Linked DNA regions of Capsicum annuum: region 2 is linked to region 1. The links are chromatin contacts, called in public Hi-C maps. All regions are on one chromosome and are shown on one strand. Each heading gives the region's core, a stretch centred on a gene start, on an enhancer-like site or on the middle of the called end of the contact. The rest is flanking DNA. Distances are from core to core; before and after follow the strand shown. Region 1 holds the start of LOC107872999 (protein disulfide-isomerase). Region 2 holds the start of LOC107872998.

Region 1 (7,418 bases), core at 1,599-4,098:
CCTTTTTATTTTTTTAAAATTTTAATGTTATTTTTATTTTTTTAAAAAATATTTTAATATAAAGTTGACTCTCACTTGCATCATAGGCGAGTGCAATCACACTCCTTGTCCTAGTCAACATTTTAATTCCACATAGGGAAAGTCAACGATCAAAGGGTTTAAAATATTATTTTTTAGTGGGTTCGGGGGTTCAGATGACAAACATGTAAGTAGAAATGTCCAACTTACAAAACCGACCTAGTACAGGGGTCCAGAAGGTCATTTTGCCATTTTATTAATTTTTAAAGTTAAATTAAATAAAACTAATTTATTATTTTAAGTTAGAATTTGAATATTTAGAAATTATATAAATAATACTATAAATTACATTTTATACATTTTAATATAATTAACAAAAATATATCTTAAATTATTGATCAAAATTCATAATATTTGATTCTAAAAAAAAATCGTGATAGATAAAAATAAATATAGGGAGTGATATGTCTTGCTTCTATTTTTGAACAATTCTAATTTAGTAACTAGGAACAGAGGGAATGATTTATTTGTCTTACTTTATTTTTGATTTGTTTTAATTTTTAAAAAGTGTCTTTTTTATATTTAGTATTTTTTTTTAAAATTTTAACATTCTACGTTATCTACTTATATATTAGAATATCTATTTAGATCTTGAAATTTTGATAGTCCTCACAAAGATTTTTTTGATTTTTAAATTTTTTAGTGAAATAAAATTACTACACATGGTAGTATATTTTTATTACATATTTTCAGTTTCGCCCTTATTTCTTTTGTTAAAACCATTTCACTTAGATTTTTATAATTGATTTCTTCTTACCATATGTTAGATTACTATTTAAATTAAAACTCTCTTCATTTTAAATCAACAATCGCTTTAACTCAAAAAAATTCAAACTATTTTTTGACACAATATTAAAGTTTTCAATGAGCTATTTTTTGACACAATATTAAAGTTTTCAATGATTTTAACTACAATCTCATGATTCCTTTTGATATTATAGTATAATAAACAATATGTTATATCTATTATTTCTCATAGTGAAAAAAAAGTATAAAATAATAATTAAAATGAAACGAATAGGTTACTTTTGTAAGGAGTGTGTAAAAAATAATATAATAAATAGATAGACCGAATAGAGTAATCTATTAATGTAGTTTAATTATCATTTAATATCTTTATATATCCTTATTAAGTTGATTTATATAAAGACTCTTGATTGAGGTTATAATTATTATAATATAAACTTAAAAGTATTGACTTTTTTTGAGATGCTTCTATAAGATATACTTGCAAATTTTATAAAAATATCAATATTTTTTTCTATTTATGATCTTCATCGAAGCATAATTATTAAATATTTTAACTATTTAATTATATAAAATATCAAATTACTTGTAGTTTTTTAATATATTGTAATTCTCTAATAATATTCTTTTCCTCATAAATAATATTTTATTTAATATTATCCAATTGTGTGATTAACAACTCTAATAATTATGAAAATTTATCAACAAGACTTGTTTAACAGATCATTAGATATACTGATTATAAAGTAAAAAAGATATAATATAAAATATATTTTTAAATTTAAATTATTATTTTATAATTTGAGCTTGGGTCTGAACTTAACACGTGCCTCGTGAAACTAGTAATAATATTAAGACGACATGATTCAAAGGACAACAATATTAAAAAAAATCTTTAATTTTTTAAATTTCATGTCCAATTAAATTAAGACATGTTTTATCTTCACATACTTTAGTTGTTAGATTAATAAGAAATATTTATTACACAAAACATTGATGATAAATAAGATTCCTTCAAATTTTCATTAGAAATCACACTTAAATTTAAATACTGATTTTTGTTTAATAAAACTCATTTTTCCTTTAATAAACATTACATTATATAAATTCAAATAATCCAAATTGAATATAAAGAGCAGCCCAATCACTAAAACTCTTGATGTGTAGAGTATAAAAATTTGTTGAACCACAAAGGTATGTTATATACAATCTTAAATAGCATAATCTTAACTCTATTTACCATAAACTTTACGGTTCCCCTTTAAATCCAAATTGAACATACAAAAGCAAAATAACTGATGCCAATGTTGCTTCATTACAGAATACATATTTAAAATTAGAGTCTGAAGGATATATTTCAACTTATGATTTTACCTAAATATCAATTTATCGAAGAATTCGTGTTCAATGCATATATAAGCTTTTAGAGATTTTGATTTTGAGTTTGAGAATGGAAAAATCTTGATAGGGTGTGTTACTCTCAATCAAAATCTTATTTGACACAAATTTTGATTAATTAGACTTTAATATGAATATCAAATATCGAATAAAAACCTTTTTAATAAAAGTATTAACTATAAAGTGAAAGTTCTCTAACAAAATAGAAAAATGAACCTACATACGGATAATGGAGAGTTTTGTCAAAAGAACTTAAAAGTACATAGATAAAATAATTGAAGAACGTTCAATATTTATTACTCTCTCCGTTTAAAAAAGAATGACCTACTTTGACTTGACACAAGATGAAAGAAAATAAAGAAGACTTTTGAATTTTGTGGTCTTAAAATAAAGTTGTGTCAAATGTACCAAAATGTTTTTTAATCTTGTAGTTCTAAACATGCTATATGGAAAATTAAAATTAAAGTATTACTAAAAAAGGAAAAAAAATCATTCTTTTTTAAATGAATTGAAAAGAAAAGCAGGTTATTTTTTAAAAAACGAAGGGAGTATATAATTTTTACCAAAAGAGAACCCTGAATATTTGCTAAGCTGCCCGGTACAGAGAAAGTAAAAGATTATAGGAGTAGTAAACCTTTCAATAAAAATCAAATTCCATTTTTGTAGTATATTTTTATTAGGAGAGAATTGGAATGCGAAATAAAAGATAGGAGGGGCTATTTTAGATATTTCCTCACAATAGTGAAAAAGGACTCCGCACATAGCTCCCATCTGCATCCTATATAAAATCCTGTCGATATCCACACACAAAACTGAAAGATATTAGTATTATTCAGTGAGCTGAAAAGAGAGTAAAAAAATGGCGATTAGGGTTTGGATTGCCTTATTTATCTGTATTTTCGCATTGCTGGGATTGACATCTCACGCTTCTGAGAGCGAATCAAAGGAATTCGTTGTTACTCTGGATCACTCCAATTTCTCTGATTTTGTAGGTCAACACAAATTCATCGTCGTCGAATTCTACGCTCCTTGGTAACTAAATATCGCTCTGATTTTATTTTGCTATTTGTTTTTGAATCTGTAGCTTCTTTGTTCGAACGCAAATTTCAGATATTTTATCCGTTAAAAGACTGATTTTTTGTCTGTATACTTTTTTTACTATTGGAAGTCGATCCGGATTCTGTAAATGTAAGCTTAAACAGATGCTACGGATGGATATTAGTACCGAGGGTGCGACCTAGTGGTCAATGACGTGTGGGTTGAGCACTCAGGTTCAATTTTCAACAGAAACAAAAAAAAATAGGTGAAATTTTCCTGTATGTTCTAGCCTTTGTGGACAGAGTATGTGATACCTGTTGCTAGGTGTCCCGTTGATTTAGTCGAGGTGCGTGCATACTGGCCGGGACATCAGGCTTATTAAAAAAAAAAAGCTACGGAAATTACCATAAGTTGGATCTTTTACTATTTTAGATCTAGATTGCCTTTTTTGCGAAATAGTATGGTTTTCATGAAAAATATATTCTGCTGGGCAAATATTTTACTTTGTGAAATTATTTTCTGGTGTTTAATTTGAATTGAAAGTTGGAGATATATGGTTATTCATACGAGGTGCAGGATAATTATTGTGGATATCCTCGAGTAGTGAAGATTGATTACTATGTCCAAGTCTTGAATGGAGTAAGTGATATGAAACAAGAGTTGGAATATTTTTTTGTTTTAATAAAGAAAAGTGACTTTTGGACGAATACGGTCGTTCTACCATTTTTCCTTGAATTTCCAAAATTCATGGTTACCAAATACTGGAAAGGAAATAATTTCAGCAAGAATGATGTATATTTTTACTTAATGATACAGTTGATTCTCTGAGACTCTGACTAAACGGTCAAAGCTAGAAGCTTTTGTGCATCTTGATAATTGAATCAATGAAGTTATTTGCATTTCTGTTGATGATTGTTTCTATTCAAGTTATATGAAAATTCAATGCCTCAAATTAGAACCAAATTACCTTTTTTTTTCCAAGTTTACTAATTACTTTGATATTTATAGGTGTGGTCACTGCAAGAAACTTGCTCCAGAAGTAAGAACCAGTAACACATTCCTTCGTATTTTAAAAGAGTAATAGCCTTTGGAGCATAAGGAAGGACAATATATTTAAACATTTTTCTTGGTTAATTTGCAGTTTGAGAAAGCAGCGCAAGTTTTAAGCCAAACTGATCCACCAATTTTTCTGGCCAAAGTTGATGCCAATGAGGAGGCAAACAAGGTTCTTGCCAGTGAGTTCGAGATAAGAGGTTTCCCCACAATTAAGATCTTGAGATATGGAGGTAGCGTTGTTCAAGATTATAAAGGACCACGTGAGGCGGATGGTATTGTTTCTTACGTGAAGAAACAAAGTGGCCCTGCTTCTGCTGAAATTAAATCTTCTGAGGATGCAGATGCTGTCATCGATGTCAATAAGATCAATATTGTGAGTGGCTGCTCCTCTCTGCATCTCTCTCATTATATGTGTACACACGGCCACAAATACATCTGCTCACACTGGAGTGACCCAATAAATAAACAATCACACTCTCTCACTGTTTGTTATGTATTCTTTTAGACCTCAAGAAATATACAGAACTGGAGTTGATAAGTATGAAAATTCTTATAGGTTGGTGTCTTTCCTGAGTTCTCTGGGGAGAAATTTGAGAATTTTACAGCTCTGGCTGAGAGATTGCGTGCTGACTATGATTTTGGTCATACTTCGGATGCTAAACTCCTTCCTCGTGGGGATTCATCAGTTTCTGGCCCCGTGGTTCGGTTATTCAAGCCCTTTGATGAGCTTTTCATAGATTTCCAGGTATTATATCTGTGTGAAAATCTTCTATATTTTCTGATGTACTAGACAATCAACAATTGATCATATGTACTTGTAGGAGTTTGATGTGGATGCCTTGGCAAAGTTAGTTGAAGAAGCAACTATTCCTACCGTGACTGTATTTAACAAGGACCCCAACAACCATCCATTTGTTATTAAATTCTTCAACAGTCCAAATGCTAAGGTGCGACGTTTACTTGGTCTCTACCAGATTTATAGTGTCTGTTGAGATTCTGATAGTCTTCTTGCTTTCTAAACCCGCATCTGTGTTTTGTTGATAGATCTCTTTAGTTTAAACATATAAGACGCTATACAGATGAATCGCATAACGCATGCTATTAGCTTCTCTTGGTGCATCTTGTTTTCCATTTTGGAGGAATATTGTTTGATATATTAGAAGAGTAAACTTGGAACAGGATTTTCTTTTAAGTTGTTTTTTTTTGGGTAGGTTCTTTTTAAGATAACTTCTTCAATTATCAGTTTGGGTCGCTAGTGTAGGGAATTACTTGGTGGGGTTTTTATTCCTGTTATGATTCCGTGTTCCATGTTTCATTACGAATTTGTGTGCTTTCCTCTGCTCTCCTCTGTTTTATATTACTTATGGGTGCCGTATTTATGTTATGTAATCTGCTTCTGTGCTTTACTATGTGTTTGTGTGGTATCTCGTGCCTTGAGTCGGGGGTCTATCAGAAACAGCCTTTCTACTTCTTCAGAGGTAGAGGTATGGACTGCGTACATCTTACCCCCCAGACCCCACTAGGTGGGAATACACTGGGTTTGTTGTTGTTGTTGTTGTTCTTCAATTATCAGTTTCAAAAAAATAAAAAACAAATCAGTTTAGAAACAGTTATTTGCTTCAATTCTGGTTATGGTCTTTAATTGCACTCGTTCTTAGATTCTCTTTCATTTCTGCAATCAGCATAAGCACTTCCTGAAGTACTACCCACCCACCCACACCCGTCCACCCAACCACAATTCCCTATCACATTTGGGAGTAGTTTCTAATCATAGATTTACGGAACCTGCAGGCCATGTTGTTCGTCAACTTCAACAGTGACCTAATTGATACTTTCAAATCTAAGTATCATGAAGTTGCCAAGCAGTACAAAAGCAGCGATATTAGTTTCTTAATTGGTGATGTTGAGGCTAGTCAAGGTGCCTTCCAGGTAAGGTTTCTTATCAGTTGCATTTGAATCATTTCTTATCGAATGATGTTAACATGATGATATATTTGGCATCATTGAGCAGTACTTTGGACTTAAAGAGGATCAGGTACCTCTGATCATCATACAGAAAAATGATGGAGAGAAATATCTCAAACCAAATGTTGAGCCTGATCACATTGCTTCATGGGTTAAAGAGTTTAAGGTGATGATGCTCCCTTTTTTTAAAAAATTTTCTCTTGCTTGTTTCTCCCAGGTTTTCTCTCCCATCATCTATTAAATTCATCTTATCATCTCTTTGGTTGTACATTCTATTATCTTCTTAAATTCAAAGTTTTGCTTAATAAGTAAGCAAACTGAATGAAAAGAGAAGTCCTCAAGAAACATTATTTCAGTGGGCAATTTGTTTCTTGTATAGTTTTTAAAGTAATTTCTCGATCATATTTCAGGATGGCAAGGTGAAACCTTTCAAAAAATCAGAACCTACCCCAGAGGTTAACAGTGAACCTGTTAAAGTTGTGGTTGCTGACAGTTTCCAGGATATGGTCTTCAACTCTGGGAAGAATGGTATTCCCTACCAAATGTGCAAAATTTATTGACATTTTGTTCAGTTGCATCTTAGGTAGTTCATATATGTTTTATTGTCTTATTGTCTTATTTGTCATGCATTCTTGTGTAGTACTCCCTCCGTTTCGTAGTAGTTGGGCCTTAGACTTGACACACCCATTAAAAAAAATATTTATTAGGGGTCTATTTTACCTAATTTGCCTTATTAATTATGCTTTGAAAATAAAAATTTGAATATATACGACTTGTTTAGTCATTTAATGATGAGGTTATTATTGGAAAAACATATTAAAATCCTCTTGATTTATCAATAGGACAACTAAATTGAAACAAATATTTTTAGAAAGAAGACCAACTAAAATGAAACGGAGGGAGTATAAATAATTGAAAATCAAATTGTATTTCACCATCTCGTGTGGCTTGTCAGCATGACATATGTATATAATTACTCCCTCCGTTTAAAAAAGAATGACCTACTTTTCCTTTTAGTCCGTTTAAAAAAGAATTCCCTTTCCTTTTTTGGCAATACTTTAATTCCAACTTTCCACATGGCATGTTAAAGACCACAAGATTAAAATGCATTTTGGTACATTTGACACAACTTTAAT
Region 2 (7,418 bases), core at 1,250-3,749, 210 kb before region 1:
TATGCCACATAAGACGTGTGTATCTACTTATTCAATTTTATACAATTTAAGTGTCTATTTGTGCACACCCACAGTTGAGTCACACTATGAAGGTTATATCTTCGAGAATCAGTTCGATTTCATGACAGGTCGCTCGACCACTGAGGTCATTCACCTTGTGAAGAGATTAGTGGAGTAGCTTCGAGAAACAAAGAAGAACTTGCACATAGTGTTTATTGATCTCGAAAAGGCATATGACAGAGTTCCGAGGGAGATTCTATGGAGGTACTTGGAGGCTAGAGGGGTGCCCCTGGTGTATACTAGGTCGATCCAGGACATGTATGATGGGGCGATTACTTGTGTGAGGACGGTAGGTGGAGATTCGGAGGACTTTCTAGTTCTAATAGGGTTGCACTAGGGATCAACTCTTAGTCCGTTTTTATTTGCCTTGATGATGGATGTTTTGACGCGACATATTCAAGGGCAGGTGCCTTGGTGTATGTTATTTGCGAATGATGTGGTACTGATTGATGAGAATCGGGGAGGAGTTAATGATAAGTTAGAGATTTGGAGACAGACGTTTGAGTCTAAAGGATTACGATTGAGCAGAACCAAGACAGAGTACTTGGAGTGTAAGTTTAGTGATATATCGTAGGAGGATGGAGTGGTGGTGAAGTTGGACTCTCAGGCCATTCAAAAGAGGGAGAGTTTTAAGTATCTAGGGTCTATGATTCAAGACAATGGCAAAATTGACGAGGATGTCACACATAGTATTGGGGCAGGGTGGTTAAAATGAAGGCTCACTTTGGGCGTCTTATGTGATAAGAAAATGCCCCCGGAACTTACAGGTGAGTTCTACAGAGTGGCAGTCCGACTGGCTATGTTGTATGAAGCAGAATGTTGGCCAGTTAAGAACTCCCACATTCAAAAGTTGAAGATAGCGGAGATGAGAATGTTGCGATGGATGTGTAGACATACCAGGAAAGATAAGGTGATGAATGAAACTATTCGGGAGAAGGTGGAAGTTGCTTCGGTGGAGTACAAGATGCGAGAAGCGAGGTTATGTTGGTTCGGGCACGTGATGAAGAGCGGCTCTGATGCTCCAGCGCGGAGGTGTGAGACACTAGCTATAGATGATTTTAGGCTGGGTAGAGGTAAATCGAAGAAATATTGGAGGGAGGTGATTAGACATGATATGGAGCAGTTATAACTTACGGAGGATATGACCCTTGATAGGAAGGTGTGGAGAAAGTGGATTAGGATAGAGGGTTAGGAGATGGGAGTGCATCGTTAATAGTAAGGGAGTGTTTTTCTGTGTCTATAGTTTCTTATTTGTAGTGTTGTGTGATGTCTATGATTTCGATTAGATAGTTCTTATTATTATCTTGTAGTTGTAGTATTATCTTGTTGCTAGTAGTGTTAATTTATTTTGCATATTGTACTAGTTTATATACATTTATTTTTTGTGTTTGTTATACTGATATTGACTTTCTAAGCCGGAGGTCTATCGAAAACAATCCCTTTTCTTGCTCGTTAGCGCCCCTATCCCTATTATTTATATTATAATCATAAATGAACTAAAGAAAATTTGTCTCTCTACTTCATCGTACACTCTACCCTCCTCACTGGGTATGTTGTTGTTGTCGTCGTCTACATATACCGACGGGTCCCGGTGTAATAAAACAACATGAAAACTTGATCATAGCTGATTCAGACCTTAGAATCAAGACACAGTGAATCACTCCATGGAGTAAGTTTGTAATGTAGAAGACTAAAATGAGATCAGGTTGTGAAGTATATGACTATCAAATTTTCATTATACTCGTAAAACATCAAATTTTCGTTTATGACTATCAAATTTTCATGATACTGATAAAATATTTTCAAAACAGAAAACAGAAAATATTCCTCGAACTTATTCCTCAGAGAACATAATTACAAAGTATTTCAAAACCATAAGCGTCTACTTATTATTTATCATTATTACATGTCAAATTCACAGTGCATTACCACAGAAAGGGCAGAATCGGAAATCTCCATCCACTTCCCGGCGACAGAATTGACACCTAAGAACGTCCGGCACACCGTCCATGGACGGCGGAGGAGGAGTTAGAGATTGAGGGAAGAAGAGTTTACAGTCATTGCAGTACATCACCGGCTGTTTTCCAGGCCATCTCCATACCGGAACAAAGAAGAGTTTCAAGACCTTGTCATAGTCTACGAGGTCGGCGCGTGATCCGCACGCAATGCACCTTCCCGCCCCGCTCTTCAATACTTGTCTAACTTGCTGCTCTAGCCCTCCTACGAAGAAGAAGAACATTGTTTCTTTTTGTTGCTAATACCTTTGAGTTTTGATTTTGGATTTGTTAGGAAATAACTTGGAATTTGGTTATTTGAAGAACAGAAAAGAAAGGTGTAGAGAGGTGAAGAAAAGTTTCTGGACGATTCGGAGTATTTTGGTAGCCTTGAGAATTAAGTTATTCGGGATCGTTCTTGGATCACACTGCAGGTTAAATTACATAAATAACCTTTTAACGACGAATTTACTTTTTTTTTTTTTATTCTTAATACTTCCTCCATTTCATCTTATGTAAGATGGTATAATAAAATACAGAGTTTAAAAAAAAAAATATTCTTTACTAAAGAATATACTATTATTTTTTCTTTAATTAAGTGAGACCTTATAACAAAGTATAAAATAAAACGAAGAAAGTAACAAAGTAGAAAAAAGACAATCATTAAATTTATCTCAAATTTGTAAAAACAAACAAACTTTAACTTTAACGGAAAAACGAGCAGTTTACGCTTTAGTAGCTACCGTTTCACTGGCTCTAGTATTACCTCACCAAAATTATATAAATCCTCAAAAAGATATCATTTTAGTCAAATTTCTCATTATTCTTGAACTTAAAAAACACGCGTATTAGACACTTTCTCTTTAATTAAATAATTTAAATACATATTTAATAAAAAAATGAATTTAACACTTTAATCCAATTCGAGATCCTTCAACTCTCCACTTATCATATAGTTCGCACTTCTCTTTTATCAATTTCTCTCAATTCAATCTTTCTTTTTCTTTTTCGATTGAAATTGTATTTTAAAAGGAAAAGATTGAACACATAGTGTAGCTGAATTACGAGCTTTGTTAATTAATGTTTGAGAGAAATAGCTATTAAACAAAATGTTGAAGATTTTACATATTAAATTTTTTTGCATTTAAACTATTTTACATTTTTTTCACTCCTGATGATTTTTCTCATTTGTAATTTTTTTGAAAAAAAAAATATTTATAGAAATTATTTTAGCAAAAATCACGTTAGTCTGAATTTATTGAATTATTTAATACTATATATTCGATACTTGCTAGTGTTAGAATTTCGTAGTGTTATGTTGTGATATCCATATGTGTGCATATATTTTTGTTACTGCTAGGGTGTTGTAGTGATTTTTTGGGATATATATAATTGCTATTGTATATTTTTTTAGGGAGGAAGGAGAGGGAGGGAGAGGGGTGGAGTGCATTTGTATTGTTTTTTTTTTTTTTTTATAGAAACTAGTTGCGAAATGTTTGTACAAGGCACAAACCCAACAATATAAAGACAGATAATAAAAATGTTTTTTCAAAATATTTTTTAAAAGTATGATATTAATTTATTTCTGAATGCAAACTCTTAGTGTATTTTAAAAAAAATTTAAGATAATTTTTGTGATAGTTATAAAAATGACTTTTAAATTATATTCATGATATTTAAGAAAATTACATTCAAAGAATTAGTTTTATTATTTGTATAAGTTATTTAACAAAATATAACTTCAACTTCAAAGTTTTCAAATAAAGTTAATATATATTTATATATAATAGTATGTTGTAACTCGTATATGAGATTTAATTTATTGCATTATGTGGCTATATGTTTTAAAATATTATTCCTTTAGATTAAATTTAATTATATATTTTGAATAAATAAGTAACTAATTTTTTAAAAGATAAAGGTATGAATCATATTTTAAAAATCACATTCAAACTTTAACTCCAACTCCAACTCCAACTTTAAAATGAATTATAAAGTGATTTTTTATTTTTTTTTTATTTTTCAATCAAAAGAAATAACTAAATGATGAAGGGATAAAAAGCAAGGAATAAAAAGCCAAGCAAATACATAAAGCATTTAAATTGATTGGTGTTGTGGGCCCAAATATTTACTTACTAATATTATAATAAGCCTAACACTTAAATACATTAATTTGTGGATTCTACTTATGGCAATAACTTTCAATTATAAGATCCAAAAATTAGTGTAGCTATAGAGGTTCGATTCCAAGATTCTCACCATGAAAATTATGGCTTCATCCACCAAATCAAACGTCCATTCATTCCTTAAGCACACAGCTGAAGCAACCATGCTGATGGTATGCTGTGTGCTATTCCCTCTTGTTAGACAGCAATCTCTAAAAATAGTACTTTTAAAGTTTTATTCGAATGTTGAGATTTAGAATTTTGTTTATTGATTTAATGTATTTGTGTGATTGAAATGTTGCTTTTTTCAAGAATCTTTCTATTTCTTTTGTTTTGATAACTTTAAGATGGTATCATGGGGTCAAATTGTATTTATTCTCCTAGCTAATATGTTTGTGAGACTGTGACTGAGCTTTTAAATAGAGATATTGATGTGATGTCCTACTTTGAGTTAAGAGACTAAACAAAATATTTAGAATATACAACAAAATGTTATTTTTTTAGTTAATTGGAATGAATTATTAATAATAATTAAATGTGATAAGGTTATTTGTGACATTGTTAGTAAATTAAAAAATAGGATAAACTTGGGTGTATATTTCTCAGGGAGTCAATGAACCCTGTCAGGCTCCACTTGAATTGGAGTGTGTCCCCAATGTAAATGACAGTGGGTAGGTGAGGAATCTTTACATCCTATTAATGAGGGTGATGCTTCTAACCCTAATATTCAATCTTCTTCTCTTATTTTTTCTTCCAACCCTCCTTATTAAACTTTCAACCCTCTAGATGATCCTTATGCTTCTACTATACCTTCCGACCTTCCTGATCCTACAATAGATGAGGATTTAAATGTTGATGATTTAGAGAATGATTCAAAATCTAAAAAGGATACTACTAAAGAAAGTGATGTTGATAGTGATGTCCAACAAACAAGAGACATTTCAATAGGTCACAAAGAAGTAGTAGAGATACAGACTTTGTCATAGTCTACGAGGTTGGCGCGTGACCCGCACGCAATGTACCTTCCCACCCCATTCTTCAATACTTGTCAAACTTGCTGTTCTAACCCTCCTACAAAGAAGAAAAACATTGTTTGTTTTTTGTTGCTAATACCTTTGAGTTTTGCTTTTGGATTTGTTAACAAATAACTTGAAATTTGGTTATTTGAATAATAGAAAAGAGAGGTGTAAGGTGAAGAAAAGTTTTTGGAGGATTCGAGGTATTTTGATAGTCTTGAGACCTAAGATATTCAGGATCATTCTAGTATCAAGTGTCGGATAAACTACATAAATGATTTTTTATTGATGAATTTGCTTTTTTTCTTCTTAATAATAAAATAGAGAAAAAACATAAAATCGCCACTCAACTTGTTCAAAATCTCTAAAAAAATATTTTAATTTTGCGCGCGATCTATTACCCCACAAAAATTATACAGATCCTCATAAATCGATCATCTTGATCAAATTTCTCATCGATCTTAAACTTAAAAAACATGTGTGTTGGACACTCTCTCTTTAATTAAACAATTTACATAAATATTTAATAAAAGAATGGATTTAACTCTTTAGCCAGAATGGAGACCCTTCAACTCCCCACTAATCAGATAATTCATGCTTCTTTCTTATCAATTTCTCGCACTACGCTCACTTCATTCTTTCTTTTTCTTTTTCAATTGAAATTGTACTTTTAAAGGGAGAGATTAAACGCATAGTATAGCGAAATTACAAGCTTTATTGATCAACTAGGAAACTCAACCGCGCTTCGTGCGGCAACAAGAAATTGAGTAAAATTATATTTTTAATAATAAAAAATTAAATTTAAACAAAAAACAAATGAAAGTTCAAGAATACTCGAAAAAAAAAGTAGTCCTCCATTTGAAATATATATATATATATATATATATCCGGGGGTCTATTGAAAATAACCTCTCTACTTCTTCGGAGGTAGCGGTATGGACTGCATACATCTTACCCTCCCCAGACCTCACTTTGTGGGAATATACTGGGTATGTTGTTGTTGTTGTTATGTGTGTGTATATATATATATATAAGTAAATTTACATAAATGTAGAAGAAATGTATAAATTGAATCATAACCTCTCAAAATTCCTATTCAATTTTTTCATTCAAATTTTAATCTTTTGGGGAAGAAACAAAACTTAGTTAAGAGCCTATGTCTGGTTGTTGATAGGGGGAGAAAGAGATACTATACTTCTAGTGCTTTATTGTTTCACTATCTTTTGTGTAATATCTAAGTTTTATCAACCTGTCTCTCTTGTTGTGATAAAAATATTAAAATTAGTGAGAAAATGAGTACATGACACTAATCACCTAATTTCGTTGCTAATTCACGAATACCATCATAGCTTTTCAGGAAAAAATATATTATATAGATCATCATTAATATTAATTTAAAATTTATAAGAGGAAAACTCATGAGAACTGAATGACATCAGAAAAAAGACGAACACATATTTTTTAATGGACTTAAAGGAGATATCACGATTCAAGAGAGTGTTAGCTATGAAAAAAAAATGCTTTTCACAAGAACTATAGATCAATCAATAGCTATTTATTTTATCATTTTCGTCCACTTTAAAAAAAAATCAGTTTGTATATTTTGTGGAGCGAATGAAACAAATCAAGACTTCTTAATAACAAAAATTTTCTTGTCCTTTGATATATGAAAGATGGTCAAAACAATTACATTATTAAAGCAACTCTTTATAATGTATTTAAGTACATCCAAACTGTTTTAAAAAGCACTTTCAAAAGTTTTATGTGAAATGATTTATTTAATTTAAATAAGAAAAAAAGAATATGTGCTTGAAAATAAAAAGAAGATAGCATTTTTTTTAGAATTAGTGGCGACTTTGAGATCTTTTTTAAAAGGTAGAACATGAATGGAATAAAAAGGAAACCACTAAAAAGGAAGAAAAAGAAAATAGAAATGATGGTCATGGAGAGGTGTCACACCACATTCTATTGCATTTTGGATTATAATTGCTTTGTCTCAAGCATTTTTTTTTGATCTCATATTGGATCTCTGTCTAAAACATCTTTTTTTTTTAATTTAATATTGGATCTGTATTGATAATATGTTATTATTTGAAGTAATTAAATTTGTATAATAGTTATAGGTACTAAATAAGGTAATGAACATTGAGTAGTTGCAAAAGATGAGCAATGTGCATTAAAAA

The links. A called contact is a pair of places that touch in the nucleus more often than the background predicts.
Region 2: a Hi-C map of placenta shows a contact between it and region 1, with 4 times the contacts expected there. The contact joins the promoter of LOC107872998 here to the promoter of LOC107872999 in region 1. A contact is called at or near these places in 2 of 5 Hi-C or Micro-C datasets (leaf and placenta).

The regions. Positions count from the first base shown.
Region 1 is chr6:173,573,337-173,580,754 of UCD10Xv1.1, reverse strand. LOC107872999 (protein disulfide-isomerase) reads left to right here and starts at 2,848. Exons shown (of 11, transcript XM_016719689.2): 1 at 2,848-3,255; 2 at 4,270-4,300; 3 at 4,403-4,690; 4 at 4,874-5,062; 5 at 5,139-5,264; 6 at 6,109-6,246; 7 at 6,329-6,448; 8 at 6,693-6,810. The coding sequence starts at 3,083.
Region 2 is chr6:173,780,745-173,788,162 of UCD10Xv1.1, reverse strand. It overlaps LOC107872998, which reads right to left and starts at 2,499. Exons shown (of 1, transcript XM_016719688.2): 1 at 1,871-2,499. The coding sequence starts at 2,299. The coding sequence ends at 1,976.